Regions from separate parts of the Mus musculus genome. Here region 2 is linked to region 1. Evidence: chromatin contacts called from public Hi-C data. All regions are on one chromosome and are shown on one strand. Each heading gives the region's core, a stretch centred on a gene start, on an enhancer-like site or on the middle of the called end of the contact. The rest is flanking DNA. Distances are from core to core; before and after follow the strand shown.

Region 1 (4,476 bases), core at 538-3,037:
GTTTCTGGTCCACTTCCAGCTCACCCATGAGGGGATATAACACGGGCTCTGAGTCTAAAGTGAAGTGTACCAGTTTCTGTTTCACTGTTTAGTAGTTATGTCACTAGAGGCACAGTTTGCATCAGAAACCAGAACATCCTCATTTAAAGCAGAGACAGTATTTCCTTCTGGATATCAGGACTGATGTGAGCATCAGATGGGAACAGTCCATGAGGAATGTCTAAGATCAGAGTACAAATGCTAACCATGACTACTCTAGCTGACATCAAGGAAGAAAGAATTCGATGACAATTTGTCACCATTGGGGAAAAGCTAGAACTCAAAAACCACCAGCAGTTAGACAGGCTCGAAAAGGACTAGCTTTTATGTAGGGTGTGTTTGAATTCTAAGTTTGCTTCCTAGAACCATAATTGTCCTGGAGTTTTGCAATCCTTAACTCACCTTTGCAATGGATGAGAATCTAAGGTCTCTTAGAGCCAGAAAGGAGGGGGTCAGTTATAAATAGATCTCTGTGACTTACACCAAGTAAGGGACTAAAAATGGGGAAGGGAGGGGAAAAGAAATGGAGGGTGGAAGCAGGGAGGGAGGAGGGAGGAAGAAAAGAGAGAGAATAAGCATTAGACTATCATGATACAAAGAAGTCCAGCCACAGATGACAGCAAGGGAAGGGTGGAGTAAGGAACTGGAGAACTGAAATGGAGCCTCTGTTGTAGTCTTCTGACTGTGGCAGTAGGTCAGAGGGCATAGCAGTAGCCCTCTCCAGGGACAGGGACAGAATAGTTCCTGTGATCTTGTCCCATACTCTAGCAACATCCTACTTTTCTGTGAAACAGAATTACTGACTGTTCCTCAAGTGCACGCTTAACTCTGGAAAAGTTTGTGCAGTTGTTGGAACACTGCTACTCTCATGGCCTTTTCCTGTCTAAGTTCAACATCTTGCAATATTCCGCTAAAATTCTGTTTTAAGAAGCTGTTTCTTATGGTTTCTTCTGCAAGTTGTCTCTGTATTTTCAAATAGCACTTTGCATATCTTTTGTGTCATACTGTACTTCAATGTGACTCTATGCAGAGTGGTTATTCTTTCTGATTGACTATATGGAAACTTGCTGAAGGATGACAGTGCCTCAGAATCCATTACAGTGACTAACACACAGTTAGACCTCAACAGATGTTGAATGAAAACATGGATTTATATTACCAATTTTCAATGTAGTATAATTAGATGTTATTAACTGAACTTGTTAGTTGTATAGCATAACACTGATATTTAGTCTAAATAGATCACATAGACATCATTTTCAAGAAATATTGCTGGAATAGGACCTACTTCTAGTGTGTCCATACCCATGTAACAGCACCTACCATCCAGTATTAATTCTGGGTTCAGATTAATATGCATACATGTAATATATGACTTTTGTTCTCATTAGACATTTAAACATTTCCTATGAAGTATTACCATTTAAAGTAATTTAGTAATTTTGAGTAAGTGTGATAATGGCTAAGGGCAGGGTGAGTCCCAGCAGTGTTGGAGAAAAAAATGACTTCATTAAATGTACATGTGTTCAAACATTTAATAGTTCATATATTATGGAATTTTGTGAAAAGAGGAGATATTTAACTGTATAAAGTTAAATTAAACTGTGACTGTACATTCCTAAATTAAGGATGAGATTTCTCAGAATGATATTTTAACATGCTTCATCAAAGGAACTGAAGTGAGTGGCCAGCTACATGGAAGATGACTCAGTGGAATGTTTGAAAATGACACTTGCCAGCCTTCCTGTTGTTGCTAGATTGACTCATGCCCTAGTTGATATCGTCTAGTATGCAAAAAATTCTATGAACAGATGATGTATAAGCAAGAGTGGTTTGTACCCATAATTTTATGCCAGGCAATGTTGGTTCAGGGCACAGACATGTTAAATAATCAAACACCAAAAAGTGTACAGGCTAGTTTCGGAGAGTAGCAAAAATCAGGGGAAGTTTCAAGCTTAAAAAGTGACAAGGTGACTAAGACAGAGGTCTACTGCTGTCACATGTCCTATTCTGATGCTGTTCAACAGTTCCTTGTAGGTGTCTTAGTCAGGGTTTCTATTCCTATACAAACATCATGACCAAGAAGCAAGTTGGAGAGGAAAGGGTTTATTCAGCTTACACTTCCATACTGCTGTTCATCACCAAAGGAAGTCAGGACTGGAACTCAAGCAGGTCAGGAAGCAGGAACTGATGCAGAGGCCATGGAGGGATGTTACTTACTGGCTTGCTTCCCCTGGATTTCTTAGCTTGCTTTCTTATAGAACCCAAGACTGCCATTCCAGGGATGGCACGATCCACAGTGGACCCTCTCCCACCCTTGATCACTAATTGAGAAAATACCTTAGAGCTGGATCTCATGGAGGCATTTCCTTAAGGAAGGCTCCTTTCTCTGTGATAACTCCAGCTTGTGTCAAGTTGACACACAAAACAAGTCAGTACATAGGCCCTGGTTAAGTGTCAAAGCCCCTGACACCAAATCAGTTCTGAAACATCCCAGTTTGGAACTACTTATATATATGAAACGAGAAGAGAGAAATTCTCAAAAGAGAAGAGAATTAAATAAATGAAAGGAAGAGGGGTTTGCTGAGAGGTAATGAAGAAGCACTGGCAGTGGCTACAGCTCTATAGCCCTCTGTGGCACCTCTTCCTGTCCTTACCACCATGGTCAGTGATGATGGAGAAGTTGCTTTGTGCAGTGTCTGCACTGCGTGTTTCATGGATTTCTCAGTGTTCATTTTTCATAACTCTATGGGGTAAGTTTTCCTATTGTTTTGCCTCAATGAAGACGCTGATGCTAAAAGTTGCAATCTCTTTGACCAATGTCATTCTGACTTCAGAGTTTTAAGACCATAACTGTAACACATTATTATAAATGTAGAAATCATAAAGCACAAGTGAAGAAGAAAAGCCACAATACACGTGATAAGATAATGAAGAGAATGTGATTTTATTATGGAGATAAACATGTAGTAAACATGTAGTATGATAAATAAAATTAACATTTATAGTTTAAAGCACTTATGCTAGAAAGCTACATATTTACAGCTGTGATGTGAGCTAGCCAGTGTCTTTCAGGGGTGATAGATTTAAATTGCTTTCAGAACTAGCTTATGAGTAACCTTAAACAAAGCTATAGATTTTATTTAAAAATTATTAAAATTATAAAGTTCTCAATCTACTTCATTAAAATGATCAAATGGCTTTTTTAAAGTATCAAATGAAATGTCTAATTTCAGAGATTCAATCCAACAGATGATAACGTGAATATGTGACATGCTTGGAACATGTAATAGATTGGATCTTAAATGTCCTCCAAAGAGCCATGTGTTAAAAGGATTGAGCCTCAGAATGGTCTTGCTCGGAGGTGGCAGACACTTTAAGATATTAGGTTATGAGGTGACCAGAGATGTGCTGTTGGAGAGGACTTTGAGTCCCCAGCACACCCCCCTTCCTCTGTACTCTCTGGGATTAAGTGGTTTGTTCTGACACATGCTCTTGCCAGGACATGATGCTCACCCTGAATCTAAAACAGTAAAACTAATCTGTCTTGCACCGGACTCTCAACAGCTGTAAAAGATAATCTTTTCTCCTTGTAAGTTGATTCTGTGTGGAATCTTGTTCTAGACATGAAAAGCTGATATAAAGAAAGGCCCAGTCTATTTGAAAAGTGGATGTGGCTTGTCTAGGCAACTCACTACTCTGAAGGGAAAAAACCAAACCAAACCAAACCAAAAAAAAAAAAAAAAAAAAAAAAACAGTCCTTAAAGATGACACCACCTTGCATCTTAACTTACTAAAAAGAAGAAATTACCTCACTGAAGATGATATTCTCCAGATACATCTATTTACCTAAGAATTTCATAAATTATTTTTTTAATTGCTGAGTAGTACTCCATTGTGTAAATGTACCACATTTTCTGTATCCATTCCTCTGTTGAGAGACATCTGGGTTCTTTCCAGCTTCTGGCTATTATAAATAAGGCTGCTATGAACATAGTGGAGCATGTGTCCTTATTACTAGTTGGAACATCTTCTGGGTATATGCCCAGGAGAGGTATTGCTGGATCCTCTGGTAGTACTATGTCCAATATTCTGAGGAACTGCCAGACTGATTTCCAGAGTGGTTGTACCAGCTTGCAATCCTACCAGCAATGGAGGAGTATTCCTCTTTCTCCACATCCTAGCCAGCATCTGCTGTCACCTGAAAATTTGATCTTAGCCATTCTGACTGGTGTGAGGTGGAATCTCAGGGTTGTTTTGATTTGCATTTCCTTGATGATTAAGGATGTTGAATATTTTTTCAGGTGCTTCTCAGCCATTTGGTATTCCTCAGTTGGGAATTCTTTGTTAAGCTCTGTACCCCATTTTTAATGGGGTTATTTGATTTTCTGGAGTCCAGTTTCTTGAGTTCTTTGTATATATTAGTCCCTTATCAGA
Region 2 (4,358 bases), core at 1,208-3,707, 380 kb before region 1:
TAACTATGTGTGATTATGCAGATTTAAATAGGTGGGAGAGTGCTTTGTAACTTAGAGTGTCATGCAGATGTAGGATGCTTTTGTGGTACTGCATGACTTTATGTCTTTAGATGAGCTAGTAGTCAGTTTCCTAAGTGGCTAATTTTTACTGTTTTAAATTGTGCTTGTTTGGATAATTTATTATAATATTGTTTATGTTTTGTTCAGGTTTAAATTTCACCATCTATAAAAGTCTACCAAAACTAACACCAAACCCCTTACTGCTTTGTAGTTTCCATTAAACCTTAGGTTATCCTGTTAGAGGTAACTGTTTAAAAGCCTTTAACAATAGGGAAATACATTTGCCTTCTTATAATTAGGTAGAACACAGTGGAAGGATACTTAGCATGGCAGGCCCACAGGAACACAGCTCGATAGGAACACAGTGATGATGCAGAGAAAATGAAATACGCCACAGAAAAAAAGTAAGAGAGGAAATTTTTTCATTGAAAGTTGCAGAGTATGGTTAAGTGGCAGTTTGGCCAGATAATTATTTTCTGCTTTGATGCAGAATTGTTTATGTCTTTCATGTTATGCCTCATAAGATACACTATTTCACATCAATTTTATATTCAGCCAAGGACCAATTTAACCAAACCAAATTCAGCTGTATTGAAAAGGGGAGCAAGTTCTTTCTTTAAGTGGAGGGGATCTTTTCTGGCCATGTAATGTTCTTTTGACTAATCTGGCATGCTAATTTTATATTGATTTCTCTTAAGTATGAATTAGTAAGTGAGGGTGATTAGATTATCTTTAAGGTTACAATTCCAGTTTCTAGACCTTTACCCCTGGTTATTAGACCTTATACTACAGTAACTTAGCCAAAAATATGTTGTGTTGAAAAATTAGTTTGGTCCTGAGTCTTCTGGTTTCATGATTCCTATACTTTTGCTTGCAAATTAAGAGAATTGCACATTCATTTTTATAATTAGTAACTAAGACGGAAATTAATTCTATCTAGCTTTATCTATCTAGTTTTTTTATTTAGCCTTAGGTGTTCTCTCTCTTTTAAAGAAATCTATCTGTATTATTTAGCTTGTTCTTTTAGCTTCTTACTTTAATGTTTTTATAAAACTGTTCTGTGTTTGGTTTTTGTTGTTTGTTTGTTAAGATAAATGACCATTAAGGCCTGGATAACTTCTGTTTATCAGTTCCCCACCCACTTTTATAGTAAAGTATGAATAGTGACTAGAAAGGAAGATAGGCCTTTTCCTACAAACTAAAGTGACTAAAAATAACTTTTTTGTGATTTGTTTGTTTGTTTGCTTTTTTTTTTTTTTTTTTTGAGATAGGGTCTGAATTAAGTAAGTAGCCTTGGCTAGCCTGGAAGTCCTTATGTAGAACTGTCTTGTTTTGAACTCATAGGCATTTGCCTCTCTGTCTCCGCCTCGGAGGACTGGGATCAAAGCCAACACCATTACATTAGCCCCTACAAATAATGAATTACAATGCCTTTTAGGATTGCCTTCTCCAAAGAACACTTGTGTCTAATATCTAAATAACTGATTACTTCAGTTTGTTCACACTATATTGGTGATGTTAGTTTTAATCAATAGTGAGTGCTTCCTTTTGCTTTAAAGTTGATAACATCTCAGTACAAGTATTTTTGTTTTCATATCACCAGATAGCCCAGAAGAAGCAGGTGATGTAAGAGGGGGTTCGTTTGCCTCATTGTTTGAGAAGGCTTTCTGGCTGTGGAGGGTGAGGAGGGAGGGCAGAGGCCCTCCATCCCTCCATCCATGGCTTCCTGAGTTTGGGGCAGAGTTCATGGTGGAAGGAGTGGAGGCAGTAACTCCTCATGGCTGTGAAAGGAAGCAGGAACCAGAGAAACCTGCAGATAATTTGCCCTGACTGACTGATTTCTGTCAGCCAGATTTCACTTCCAAAGGCTCCACAACCGGGCTGGGAGGAGGATTTCAGATTGAAACTATAACATGTTTGCTTTCTTATTAATAAACTTTTTTTTTGCAGTTAATTTTTCTTTGCTTTGTCTAGTAGGGTATCCAAAAGATATTTTAAACTATTTTTCTTTTATCTAATTCCATATTTTTCTTATATTTCCCCCAAACAAGAAATATATAAAACTTAAATCTTTGCTATTGTACTATAGCGTTACCTGGAGTGAGGTAAACTTAAATTGCAAATATTTTCATGCTTAAATTGTCCTATGCAGAAAGGTTTGGAAGATATAGTGTGCTATGATAAGTAAAATTTCATAGCTGAGATCTACAAAATTTGAGAAAAATATTTAGCTTCTTCATTTGAGATCTGGGATTCATGTAAAAAATGGAAATGGAGGAACACTGGGCTTGGAATTTGCTTTCTAATTACAGATGATTTGCTTTTTTTAATCTAAGGAGTGAGCTGACAGGGCAGGCAGGGCAGGAGGGACTGCGGAGGCTCCCACAGTAGTTGTTGTCGTTCCTCTTAACTGCTTCCTTCTTTTTTTTTTTCCTCATTTTTTGCAATGAAGAGGGGGTGATGCACCACCAGCACTTGGCTTGATTTGTGCTTTTCCAGTGTCCTTTAGGCTGGTGGGAAAGCTCTGTGGCTTTAAATCTAAGCAGTCGTGAACAGACTGGGGCATAGTGTGTCTAAGGAGCTTGTCTTGTAATCTCTTCTGCCCAATGACTCAGGAAAATGTAGATGTAACAGAGGCAAACTACTTTTTACACAAAATGTTTAGTACAGTGCCACCAGGTAGACCTTTCCCCACCTTTATGTTTTCTCTTGGTTTCCTTTTATAATTTGCTAACTCTCATCTTCCTAGACAGTGTTTCATGGAGCTCAATTTGGAAAATGTTGAAAATGAAAAAGTTATGTGTACAGAATTGTTCTAAGTTTGATATGTTTTGAGGTGGAGGCATGCTATATGACCCAGGCTGACTTATGTATAGTCCATGCTGGTTTCTAATTCATGATTTTTACACTCCTGCCTATGGGTGTCCATCAAGCCCAGTTTGTCTATAGCTTTTATAAGGAAATGATTAGAGCTCAGTCTTGTGACATAATGATTTAACAAAAAGCTATTACTGTTTTGTAAACCCATGTATAACCTGTTACAGGTTCAAGAGTCTTATTGTTTCTTGACTGCTGGCATATATATTTTCTTTCTGAAGAAACTTTGCAAATGTTCAATTCTTTTTTTTTTTTTTTTTTTTTTTTTTGGTTTTTTTGAGACAGGGTTTCTCTGTGTAGCTTTGTTTGTACTGGAACTCACTCTGTAGACCAGGCCGGCCTTGAACTCAGAAATCCGCCTGCCTCTGCCTCCCAAGTGCTGGGATTAAAGGCGTGCACCAACTCTGCACAGCCCTATTCATTACTTAATGGCCCTCTGAATAATGTTTTCAAGTCTTATTTTTAATTGATAGTCAATAATGATGCTAGAATAACAAATAGTTCTTTCTCATTGAAAATCAAGAAAAAAAAATGTTGAGCGGTGGTGGTGCACGCCTTTAATCCCAGCACTTGGGAGGCAGAGGCAGGCGGATTTCTGAGTTCAAGGCTGGCCTGGTCTACAGAGTGAGTTCCAGGACAGCCAGGGCTACACAGAAAAACCCTGTCTTGGAAAACAAAAAAAAAAAAAAGGAAATAATTAATAATAATAATAATAAACAGGAAAGATTACTTCTGTTTTTCCATTCTAACATTTTTTTGCCCCTTTCCTCATTTTGCCTTCCTCTTTTCCATTTTAAAAAAATTAGTGAGTTAACATAATAGTCACTGTTTTAAACTGTAATTTGAGTGACATTTAATATTTTCACAGTATAGCCAGAGGTAATGCAGTCACCACCGATACCAAATTCCAGAACCTTTTTATCACTCCTGAAAGCTCCTGGCTGCCCTTCCCTTCTGCTGGCTGTCTTTCCTGCACATGGGGAGATTTAGTGTGTTGGACAATAATAATGTTATGGGCACAAACTAGCTTTGCTATTTAATAGCGGATACTGTTTTCTGTACATTTATTTATTTACTATTTATATCTGTTAACTATTGTATAACGAGCTTGCATATACCATCTTACTAAGTTTGTAGACGGAATCTAATCCCTATTTCACTTTTATAAGTGCCTTAAAAGAAATTAGAATCTTCAGTTGCCACAGCTTAGAAGTAGCAAGAAGCTGGAAGTTGAGTCCGTGTCTGTGAGATTCCAAAGTTGATTTTTTTTCTTTTTTGTTTGTTACTGTATTTAAGGCAAGGTCTCACTGTGTAGCTAAGGCCAGTCTTGAACTCAAGGTCCTCCTGGTTCCATATTCTCAGAGTGCTCTGTGTATAATCTTATGGTGATCTGGCCAGCAAAAATTCAATTTTTAAAAAGT

What was found. A called contact is a pair of places that touch in the nucleus more often than the background predicts.
Region 2: a Hi-C map of bone marrow-derived macrophages shows a contact between it and region 1, with 11 read pairs. The contact joins two enhancer-like sites. A contact is called at or near these places in 7 of 39 promoter capture datasets (the 3T3-L1 cell line, the C10 cell line, the HPC-7 cell line and 4 more), 1 of 484 Hi-C or Micro-C datasets (bone marrow-derived macrophages) and 1 of 115 datasets of contacts at active chromatin or transcription factors (CD8 T cells).

Annotation. Positions count from the first base shown.
Region 1 is chr19:33,158,319-33,162,794 of GRCm38.p6, forward strand. It overlaps the pseudogene Rnls. Among named protein-coding and RNA genes, the nearest start is that of Mir3970, 3.4 kb to the left of the region's middle. Within about 2 kb of position 1,788, at least 13 of the 459 cell types and tissues checked have an H3K27ac peak or open chromatin away from gene starts, as enhancers often do. A contact at or near this core is called in bone marrow-derived macrophages, where this site is marked.
Region 2 is chr19:32,776,839-32,781,196 of GRCm38.p6, forward strand. The region is part of intron 2 of Pten (phosphatase and tensin homolog); the gene reads left to right. Among named protein-coding and RNA genes, the nearest start is that of Pten, 21 kb to the left of the region's middle. Within about 2 kb of position 2,458, at least 19 of the 459 cell types and tissues checked have an H3K27ac peak or open chromatin away from gene starts, as enhancers often do. A contact at or near this core is called in bone marrow-derived macrophages, where this site is marked.